Linked DNA regions of Zea mays: regions 1 and 3 are each linked to region 2. A link is a contact called in public Hi-C data. All regions are on one chromosome and are shown on one strand. Each heading gives the region's core, a stretch centred on a gene start, on an enhancer-like site or on the middle of the called end of the contact. The rest is flanking DNA. Distances are from core to core; before and after follow the strand shown. Region 1 holds the start of LOC100501754 (CslF6-2). Region 2 holds the start of LOC100285490. Region 3 holds the start of LOC100502388 (MOB kinase activator-like 1B).

What was found. Hi-C and Micro-C count contacts between places; a contact is called where the count stands out from the background.
Region 1: a Hi-C map of leaf shows a contact between it and region 2, with 4 times the contacts expected there. The contact joins the promoter of LOC100501754 here to the promoter of LOC100285490 in region 2. A contact is called at or near these places in 6 of 25 Hi-C or Micro-C datasets (bundle sheath, ear, endosperm and 2 more).
Region 3: a contact with region 2 is called in a Hi-C map of leaf, with 10 times the contacts expected there. The contact joins the promoter of LOC100502388 here to the promoter of LOC100285490 in region 2. A contact is called at or near these places in 7 of 25 Hi-C or Micro-C datasets (ear, endosperm, leaf and 2 more).

The regions. Positions count from the first base shown.
Region 1 is chr4:33,206,031-33,208,744 of Zm-B73-REFERENCE-NAM-5.0, forward strand. It overlaps LOC100501754 (CslF6-2), which reads left to right and starts at 1,426. Exons shown (of 3, transcript NM_001321414.1): 1 at 1,426-1,976. The coding sequence starts at 1,633.
Region 2 is chr4:33,019,673-33,022,734 of Zm-B73-REFERENCE-NAM-5.0, forward strand. It overlaps LOC100285490, which reads left to right and starts at 1,411. Exons shown (of 4, transcript NR_182167.1): 1 at 1,411-1,628; 2 at 1,710-1,793; 3 at 1,872-2,265.
Region 3 is chr4:32,788,177-32,791,285 of Zm-B73-REFERENCE-NAM-5.0, forward strand. LOC100502388 (MOB kinase activator-like 1B) reads right to left here and starts at 1,539. Exons shown (of 7, transcript NM_001196866.1): 1 at 1,397-1,539; 2 at 867-915. The coding sequence starts at 1,419.

The DNA.
Region 1 (2,714 bases), core at 176-2,675, 190 kb after region 2:
GTTCCTTGCAATCAATAATCTGGTCTTCCCGGCCGGAACCCGGAAGGTCTGGCTTGGCTTGGCTTGGCGAGGCACCCTACCCCCAGCTCATGATGGGAGCCTGCGCTGCCCAGCTCTGCGCCACCGGCCACCGCCATGTACGACAGCACGACGACGGACGGACGTAGTGCGAGCCGCCTCCCTCGCAGGTTCCATTCGTCGGCGTCACGGACGGACCGGAGCCCCAGGGCCCAGCGGGAAGAGGGAGAGGCTGGAAAGGCGGACGCAAGGAATCTCATCTGCCAATCAGGGGGCGCGAGGAACTTTAGACTATCCGCGCTTCTATTATATCATTTTTTTTTTCATCGAATCATCAACAATTTATCGCTTATTTTTTCATCTCTGGCAGCGGTTCCTCTAAATACTCTCTAAACTCTACTATAACCATAAAATATTATTTTCTATAACTACTTTTATCTACTATCAATTTTTTATATATTAACAATTACTCACGGATCCACTGCTATATAAATGAATAGTGCTAGAGGGGATAAACTGGGAAAAACCACGTACACAGATAGAAAGAGCCCGACGCGCAGAAGGCAGCCCTGTGGGCGTGGGGGCTCCCCTGTAGGCTGTAGCCGCCAATGCAAGAGGAAGTAGCTGGCACGCGGAGACAGGTGCGTCCAGCCTTAGTTATCCTGCTTCTTCTCCTTGACATCAGGTCAGCTCAGCTAGTAAAAAAGGAGCGTCCATTTTATATTTATAATAATAGGAGCATAGCAAAAACAAACTCATCATTACAGTACCGTTCTGTCCCCGCCGATTTTAGTGCCTAGTTTTTTTATTTACTCAAGGAAGTATATATATACTTTTTTATTAGAGCGCCGCAAAATTTTAATAATCAGGCGGAGGGTACAGTCCTAGGCAGGGGAGGGAGAGGGCACATGGGGTTATGCGGAAGCAGCCTGGTAGGTAAGGTGCCGGTGCCGGTGCCGGTGCCATATGGGCCTGTGTGCGCTTGCAAATGCCTGCCTGCCACCTACATATTCATATACAGCTCACCTTCATCCTTCGTTCCTTGCTTCATCATCACCACCATCTCTCTAGACGCACACAGACAGAAAGAGTCGGTACAAATCGTCGAGGGAGGCCGGGCGCGCGTAGGAACAGAAAGACACGCAGCCAGATTGACAGAGCTGAGTGTGAGTACGTACTACGTAGATACCTACAGCTATACTGTACTGTACAGAGTGGGAGGAAAAGGGAGGGAGAGAGAGGGACGTGTACACACACGCGCGTACAAAAATACAGAGGAAGCTTAGCTTGCCTCCAACCCCGACCGACACTCGGGCTCGTGAACCCCGTCCCGTAATTTCTCTATATATCCCGTCCCTCCCCCCACGTACTTCACTCGGCCTCCATCTCCCCACGCACCCCGGCGCCCGCGCCGCGCCACCTTCTCTCCCCCCTCCTCCTCCTCCTCTCTCTCTCTCTCTCTCTCTGCCACACAGCACACCAGAAGGGCAGCAGGGGAGGTAGAGAGAGGTAGCTTCGCATTCTCGGTTTCCCTCCGCGCGTGTCCTCCCAGCCTCGACAGAGAGAAGGGCCACCATCGTCCCTGCCTGATTGCGCGCCAGGCAGGCAGGCATTATGGCGCCGGGCGGCCGGCGCAGCAACGGCGAGACGCCGACAGGACAGCAGCAGCAGCAGCAGCAGGCTGACGGCAGGCGCGGGTGCGCATGCGGCGGGTTCCCCGTGTGCGCGTGCGCCGGCGCGGCGGCGGTGGCGTCCGCCGCCTCCTCCGCCGACATGGACCGCGTGGCGGTGGCCGCCACCGAGGGCCAGATCGGCGCCGTCAACGACGAGAGCTGGGTGGCGGTCGACCTCAGCGACGACGGCCTCTCCTCCGCCGCCGACCCGGGGGCCGTCGCGCTCGAGGAACGCCCCGTCTTCCGCACCGAGAAGATCAAGGGTGTCCTCCTCCACCCCTACAGGTATATATATACTTACACCTCTTCGTCTGCTCTCAGTTCAACGGCCTCGCCGGCGCGCCGCGCGCCTGCATTCACCGGCCGTTACACTCCGAACAACAACACTATATCAGCCAGTAGTCTCCCACTCCAAGCAAGCACTCTACTACTAGACTGAAGCAGTGAATTAACAACTAAACCAAACCAAACCAAACCAAACGAGGCAGTTAAATTTCAGTCTCGTCAATCCGGGCTCGGCCATTAGACAGGTGCACGTTACAGTTAGGCAGGGGACCCCAGGCAGGCGGCCCCGCTTCTCCCGTTGGGCTGTCGGCAGCACCACCGCTGCAGGGTGGGACCCCTCCTGCCTGCCCATGGCGGCTCATAAAAAAAAGGTGAAGGCATCTCTGTGATTGGTGCTGCTAATTACCCGCAACGGGAATCCGAGGTGGGGTGCAGTGCAGTGCTGGTGGGAATCAATGAATGCCTTTTCTGCTTCAGCTTGCCCGCGTGGGGTGCTGTGCTGTGCTGCACAGAGAGAGAGGCGACAGTAGGCGTGGCTTGCATGTGAGTCCAAAGCCAGCCTCCAAGTTCCGGTATAGTAAAGGATGTTTAGCGGAAAACTCTGCATCATAACTAGTACAAAGCGCCTTGTGTGTTGTGTGTCCAAAACTAAAAATGTCTTTTTTTTTCTTTCTTTCTTTCTTTTCCCTCCATACACTTTTGGGCATGGGATGGGAGAGTGAAAGTGCTGGTGAGTGA
Region 2 (3,062 bases), core at 161-2,660:
TGCGCTGCTCCGACTGCTGTGCCACCCGCCAGGGTGAGGCTGACAGCAACCAGGTCCAGCCTCGGGCGCCATAGGAATCTCTGCCTCGCCCGACCCCAGGGCTCGGACTCAACCTCGACTCCGGAAGACGGTCTCCGCCTCGCCCGACCCTAGGGCTCGGACTCCACCTCGACCTCGGAAGACGGTCTCCGCCTCGCCCGACCCTAGTGCTCGGATTCAACCTCGACTCCAGAAGACGGTCTCCGCCTCGCCCGACCCCAGGGCTCGGACTCAACCTCGACCTCGGACGACGGTCTCCGCCTCGCCCGACCCCAGGGCTCGAACTCAACCTCGACCTCGGACGACGGTCTCCGCCTCGCCCGACCCCAGGGCTCAGACTCAACCTCGACCTCGGACGACGGTCTCCGCCTCGCCCGACCCCCGGGCTCGGACTCAGCCTCGACCTCGGAGGAATCACCGCCTCGCCCGACCTTGGGCTCGGACCGACCACGCCACAAGGGGGCCATCATTACCCTACCCCTAGCTAGCCCAGGCTATGGGGAACAAGACCGGCGTCCCATCTGGCTCGCCCCGGTAAAACAAGTAATGATGGCACCCCGCGTGCTCCATGACGACGGCGGTTCTCAGCCCCCTACGTCAGCAAGGATCTGACAGCCCCGACAGCTGTGCTTCTACAGGGCTCAAGCGCTCCTCCGACGGCCATGACGCCACATGGACAGGGCTCCAACACCTCTCCGATAGCCACATCGACACGTACATAGGGCTCTGGCTCCCCTCTGCTAGACACGTTAGCACACTGCTACACCCCCGTTGTACACCTAGACCCTCTCCTTACGTCTATAAAAGGAAGGTCCAGGGCCCTCATACGAGAAGGTGGCCGCGCGGGAGAACGGGCTGACGCGCAGTCTCACGCCCCCTCTCTCTCTCCCTCGCGAACGCTTGTAACCCCCTACTGCAAGCGCATCCGTCCTGGGCGCAGGACAACACGAGGCCGCGGTTTCCCCTCACTGTTTTCCCCCTTGTGCTCCGTCTCGCGCCGACCCATCTGGGCTGGGACACGCAGCGATAATTTACTCGTCGGTTCAGGGACCCCCGGGGTCGAAACGCCGACAAATACATGCTAAACAATATCATATCAAAGATTAATAATAATTATGAATTTTTTTAATAACATGAGCCGATCAAACATAGGGTAAAAAATCAAATTATAAATTGGAATGAAGGAGGGAGTACTATTTATGAGGAAGTTGATCGATACTAAAATAGGTTTAGTTAACATATCTAGAAGTGCATTTTTAAATAGAGAGGCAATATAATTTAAGTTTCAAGTTTAAATTATTATTATTATTTTTATTTTTTGAAAAAATAGTTCATTCAAATGTGCTACTCGGATTTTTCAGGGGGTTTTCTGAAAAAGGACAATGGCTCTCTGTATCTCATCCTTATCCTTTCCCCACGATTCCTTCTCTCCTCTCTTGCGCCGCCGCTGGCCCAGCGCGGCCGCCGTGCTCCTTCTCCACTCGTGCTTCCCAAGCTGCTTCGCCGGAAGCAATGCGAGGGCCCTGCCCCGGTGGAGGCGTCTCGGCGTCTTTTGCCCCGAGCTTCAACGGCTCCCGCGCCATGATCTGGTATGAGTTGCTGAATTTTCCCCCTTTTTCTCCTCCTCCGGTCAAAACAAACCCTTTTGAGATCTCGCAGGCCGGCAACAGTAAATTGCACGAGACGGATCCGCATTTCATTCATCCAAACAGCCAAAACGGGGCCGTTCCGCGCAGGCGACAGGGCTACGGGAGGTGATTGCGCTCGCGTGCGTCATGATCCAGCTACTCAACGTTTTCTTTGACATTAAATCCTACCTTTTGTTTTTTCAGGAATTTGCTATGCTAGCCAGGCGGTTGAATTGCTGCCCACTTTGTACCCTGAAATCGTGGTCCGAGACGCACGGCTCGAGGACTGCTGGGAAGTGGCTGACACTCACTGCAGCTCGTTCTTTCCTGGTTACAAGTTCCCGTTGGACCTTGTTCTCCGGATTGATCGTTACATTGCTCTCCTCTCTGGATTTTCAGTTCCACCCGGCTGCATGAGGACTTGCCTTGTGGCCGTCAATTCTAATTCTGTAAATAGTAGTTTCAACATCGAGTGTGGAGATGCTACAGATGCCAACTTTGAGAAATACAATCTCAGTAGAGGCTCCGTAGCTGGCATTCTTACACTTGATACAGTGGCAGACTATCTTCCGAGAAGGGGACCCCTGAAGCAGAGAAGGTACATTTCTAACCAAAACATATGCATTGAATTTCCTCTGGCCCATTTGTTCAGACTATAACTATAAATGGATGCAAGCTATGAATTTTGCTTTAGGTGTCACTTCGTTTATATCATCATCAGTAAGCTTGTCTATTTATCATTTCTAGTTTTATGCATTTGCATTGTTTGGCTTTTCACATGTGTACTTGGTATAGTTAGCAAGTAATGAAGTTTAAACAGAATAAGGTGGCTGTGTTCCTCCTGCTTCTAGAATTCTCGTATAAGTGAACATTATACTTCACCTCCTACATGCTAACAAAAACTCGAAATAGCGTGACTAAACTTAATTCAAATCTAACTATGAATGCAAACCCATCAGTCGTAAATTCTATTTGTTGTTAAGCCATTAACTCGAAGTTTGTTGAAGACTTGCCCATGAAAAAAAACTAGCATCAGCTTCACACGTCAACTGCAATGGATGGGATCATGGGAAACGTGTGGACACTGGACACATTTGGTAGTGCATGCATATTACAGATTGCAGACTATCACTGTAGTCATATTCTGATGTTCTGAGCCTTCTGGCACTTTGGCAGCACTTATGAGCTCCCAGGTGACATAGATTTGCTACAGATATTATGTACTACCTCCGTTCTCGAATATTTGTCGCCGGCTAGTTCATTTTTGAACTAAAACGCGACAAATAAAAAATAACATAGGGAGTACTAGATATTTTGGTGAACTAGAAATGGTGATATTATGACCTTGAGCACAATTACATACAATCTTTTGTGTGTTGTCCTATGTGTTTCTTG
Region 3 (3,109 bases), core at 289-2,788, 230 kb before region 2:
GGTCTAAGGCCCGGTCCTGGTCGTGTTCTCACATGGGCTATGGTGCCGCTGTGTATAGGTGGGGCAGGGGTTCAGGGGTTTTCTTGACCTGCGTGAGAAGGTCTTCTTCTTAATGACCGAGGGCTGTCTTACCTTCCGCAGATCGAGTTTTTTTTATAGATGTGGGACAACGTTCATTAGACCTTTCACTGAAAGTGTTTTTGTAATGGATTTAATTGACACGTGATAAGCAACAAAAGGAATCCCGTTAGCAGTGTTTCAAGATGTTTAGCGCATAGTGTCTTGGAATAGATGGAAGAATAAAGCAATCCAACAAAACTGTTGAGTCCCTTATGTTAACAAATGTTCAACAATAAACAGAGCTCTTGGCGAGATAGCCAACAAGAGTGTCAGCCACGCAAGATATCTTTAGTTCTGGACATAGCCAGAACAAAAAGGCTAAAAGCAAAACAGATAACTTAAAGCCTGTCTACTTCCAGAACACTGATAAGATCCATCACCAATTCATACTACTGAAGTTAACTCAAAGTTCTAACAAGACTAATTGCACATACTTTTCAGTGACAAGCATAGCCCGCACCTGCATGCCCTCTAAACAGTTCATGAGAACTGATTAAAATCCTGGATGTAGTACGGCCACAGGAATCACTAGATGTTGCAATAAATTGACACCTAGATAAATTGCTCCCGTATGCAGTCATGCTTCAGATTTTGATTGACGGCCCAGAGCAACGGCCACCACGCATGATACGCACTTTGCATGATGTGTAGCACGCCAAATAGTGGCGCAGGTGCAGGCAGGTATCTAATAACTCGTGCTGTCGTGCAGTACTTAAAAGAGGGAACTGGGAAGCCGAAATTGTTACCTTGCTGCCTGATGGAGCGCTCTTCTTGGGGCGGAATGTCTTCTGGTTCCTGCCAAAAGAATAAAAAACACTGATCAGCATGGTTGTTGCATCAGAAGCTAAAATCAGCGTAGTCCCTCAGTAACGAATAAGCCAAGCAGGCTGAGCCCGCCAAACTCGGCTCAGCATGATCTGACGTTGGGTAAAAAAAAAAACGCCGAGACAAATCCAAAATCAAGGTGAAGAAACAAGGTCTGAGCAGAGCGGAGCAGAACTCCCCAGTGGCACTGGTTGCTACGCAGAATTACTAATTAGGGCCGTCAGAAGAGAGCCACAACCACTCACTCAGCTCGAGCAGCGGATCAAGCAGGGGAATTCCCCGATCCCATGAACGAAACCCCGCGCGAGATCTCAGTTCCATCAGCGGGCCTGGATCCCGCGGTCCCGAACCCACGGGCGACGAGCCGGGGACAAGGAATAATAAAGCAAAGGGTGCAGAGCGAAGTACGTGTACAATACTACAATACGATCGAGATCCCGCGAGCGCTCACCGTCCAAGCCCGAAGAGACTCATCCTCCCTCCTCCGCGTCTGCGTGCCCTCCCTCGATCCGGCGCGCGCGTGGCAGTGGTGGGAAGTGGGGGCGACGGCTGGACCTGCTGCTGCAGTGCTGCTTTTGGCGCACGCAGCGTCAGCTAGCGAGTGCGAGGAGACGAGAGGACGAAGCGGACGAGGTGGGTCTGGGGCTGGGCTGCTCTGCGACCTGCCGCCTGCGAGAGCCAGATGCGAAATGATTGGGCTCACTCGTCAGAGGCGGCGTGGGCCGGCACAGCGAGGCGCGGCAGAACGCGCGGCGGATGGAGCCGGGCGCCTGGCTGGAATCCATGATCCATCATGCCCCGGGCCCCACCGGGTCAGAAGTCAGATCACCCAGCTATCGTCTGCGGCCGTGTCGTGTCGAAGTCGAGAACAAGTTTAACAACAGAGTCTATTGTTGGGTCTAACTTTTTACTATATTATCTAAAGCTAACGATAAACACACTCATATAATAAAGCTAACTTTACAGTTAGCTCTTAGATAAATCTCTTATCTCTTGTCTCTTTTATCTTTTTCTTGAAGCTTGTAGCATCTAGTTCTTGCACAAGTGTCCACTCTCTTTATTTTTTGATGTCTCTCTCTTCCACATAAGCAAAAATACTATATAAGCAGACTTAGAGCCCATTATTGTACTTGCTCTTAGTATCCAATACTCATACCCACGATAAAGAAAAATAATCCGCGGGATCATCCATATTCACTTATGGGTATAGATTTACCCCTATATACATATTCATGTAGGTATGTGTCACCTGTCGAGTCACTCGTACCCACAAAGATTAGACATATATCATATGTGATAAATATCATTTTATAAATATAATGAACCCTAAAAAATATCAGTTTAATAGTTATTAAACGTCAAATTTAAATAAACCATGTGCTATACTTAAGCATCACACCATTTGATTTCTAACATTATAGACACACGATGCTCTAGGATTGTGCTCAGATCTATAGAAATAATATCTAATTACATAATTGCGCAATAAACAACTATAAAATCTGCTTAGAGATTATATAACTAGGGTTTCATTTATTTTGGTCTAGGCCAAATGCTCAAGTTTATGTTTTTGGGCAGGTTTATATTGGATATTTTATACTCACGGGTTAACAAGCATGAGTGAGGGCAGAATGTTCTGATACTCGTTTTCTTTTTGGGTAAGGTTTTTGTCCAGTAAAAATCTATAATAGAATATTTAGCTCACACATATACTCTAATAAGATAAATACCCATCAATTATCGAATCATGATACTCGTTACCATTTCTAACTATACTACGCTCTTCGGTCTCCCTCCCACTGAAGTATGTGGCAACACTCGTGGTGCACGGTAGCCGAGGTGCATATGTGTCGTATATCGTACGGTTCGTACCTAAACGTTAACGAATCGTTATTCAAACGTTTCTTTACTATTTATTTAGCTTTTAATTGATTTTGTTCAAAAATAAATAGGAATAGAATCTAATCTTAATTCAATCTGATTTTTAAATTTTATAATCTAAATTTAGAGTCTTTTGACACCTTAATCGTATCTCATGTTTTCTACTATAGCAAACTTGGTTGATGGTCATCCAACGTTCTGGCACAGCGGGGTGGTTAGTTTTTTTTTCTTCTAAAGTTTGGTCTTTGTCAAATGCAACCACGCCTCGAGACTGACTCAAGGA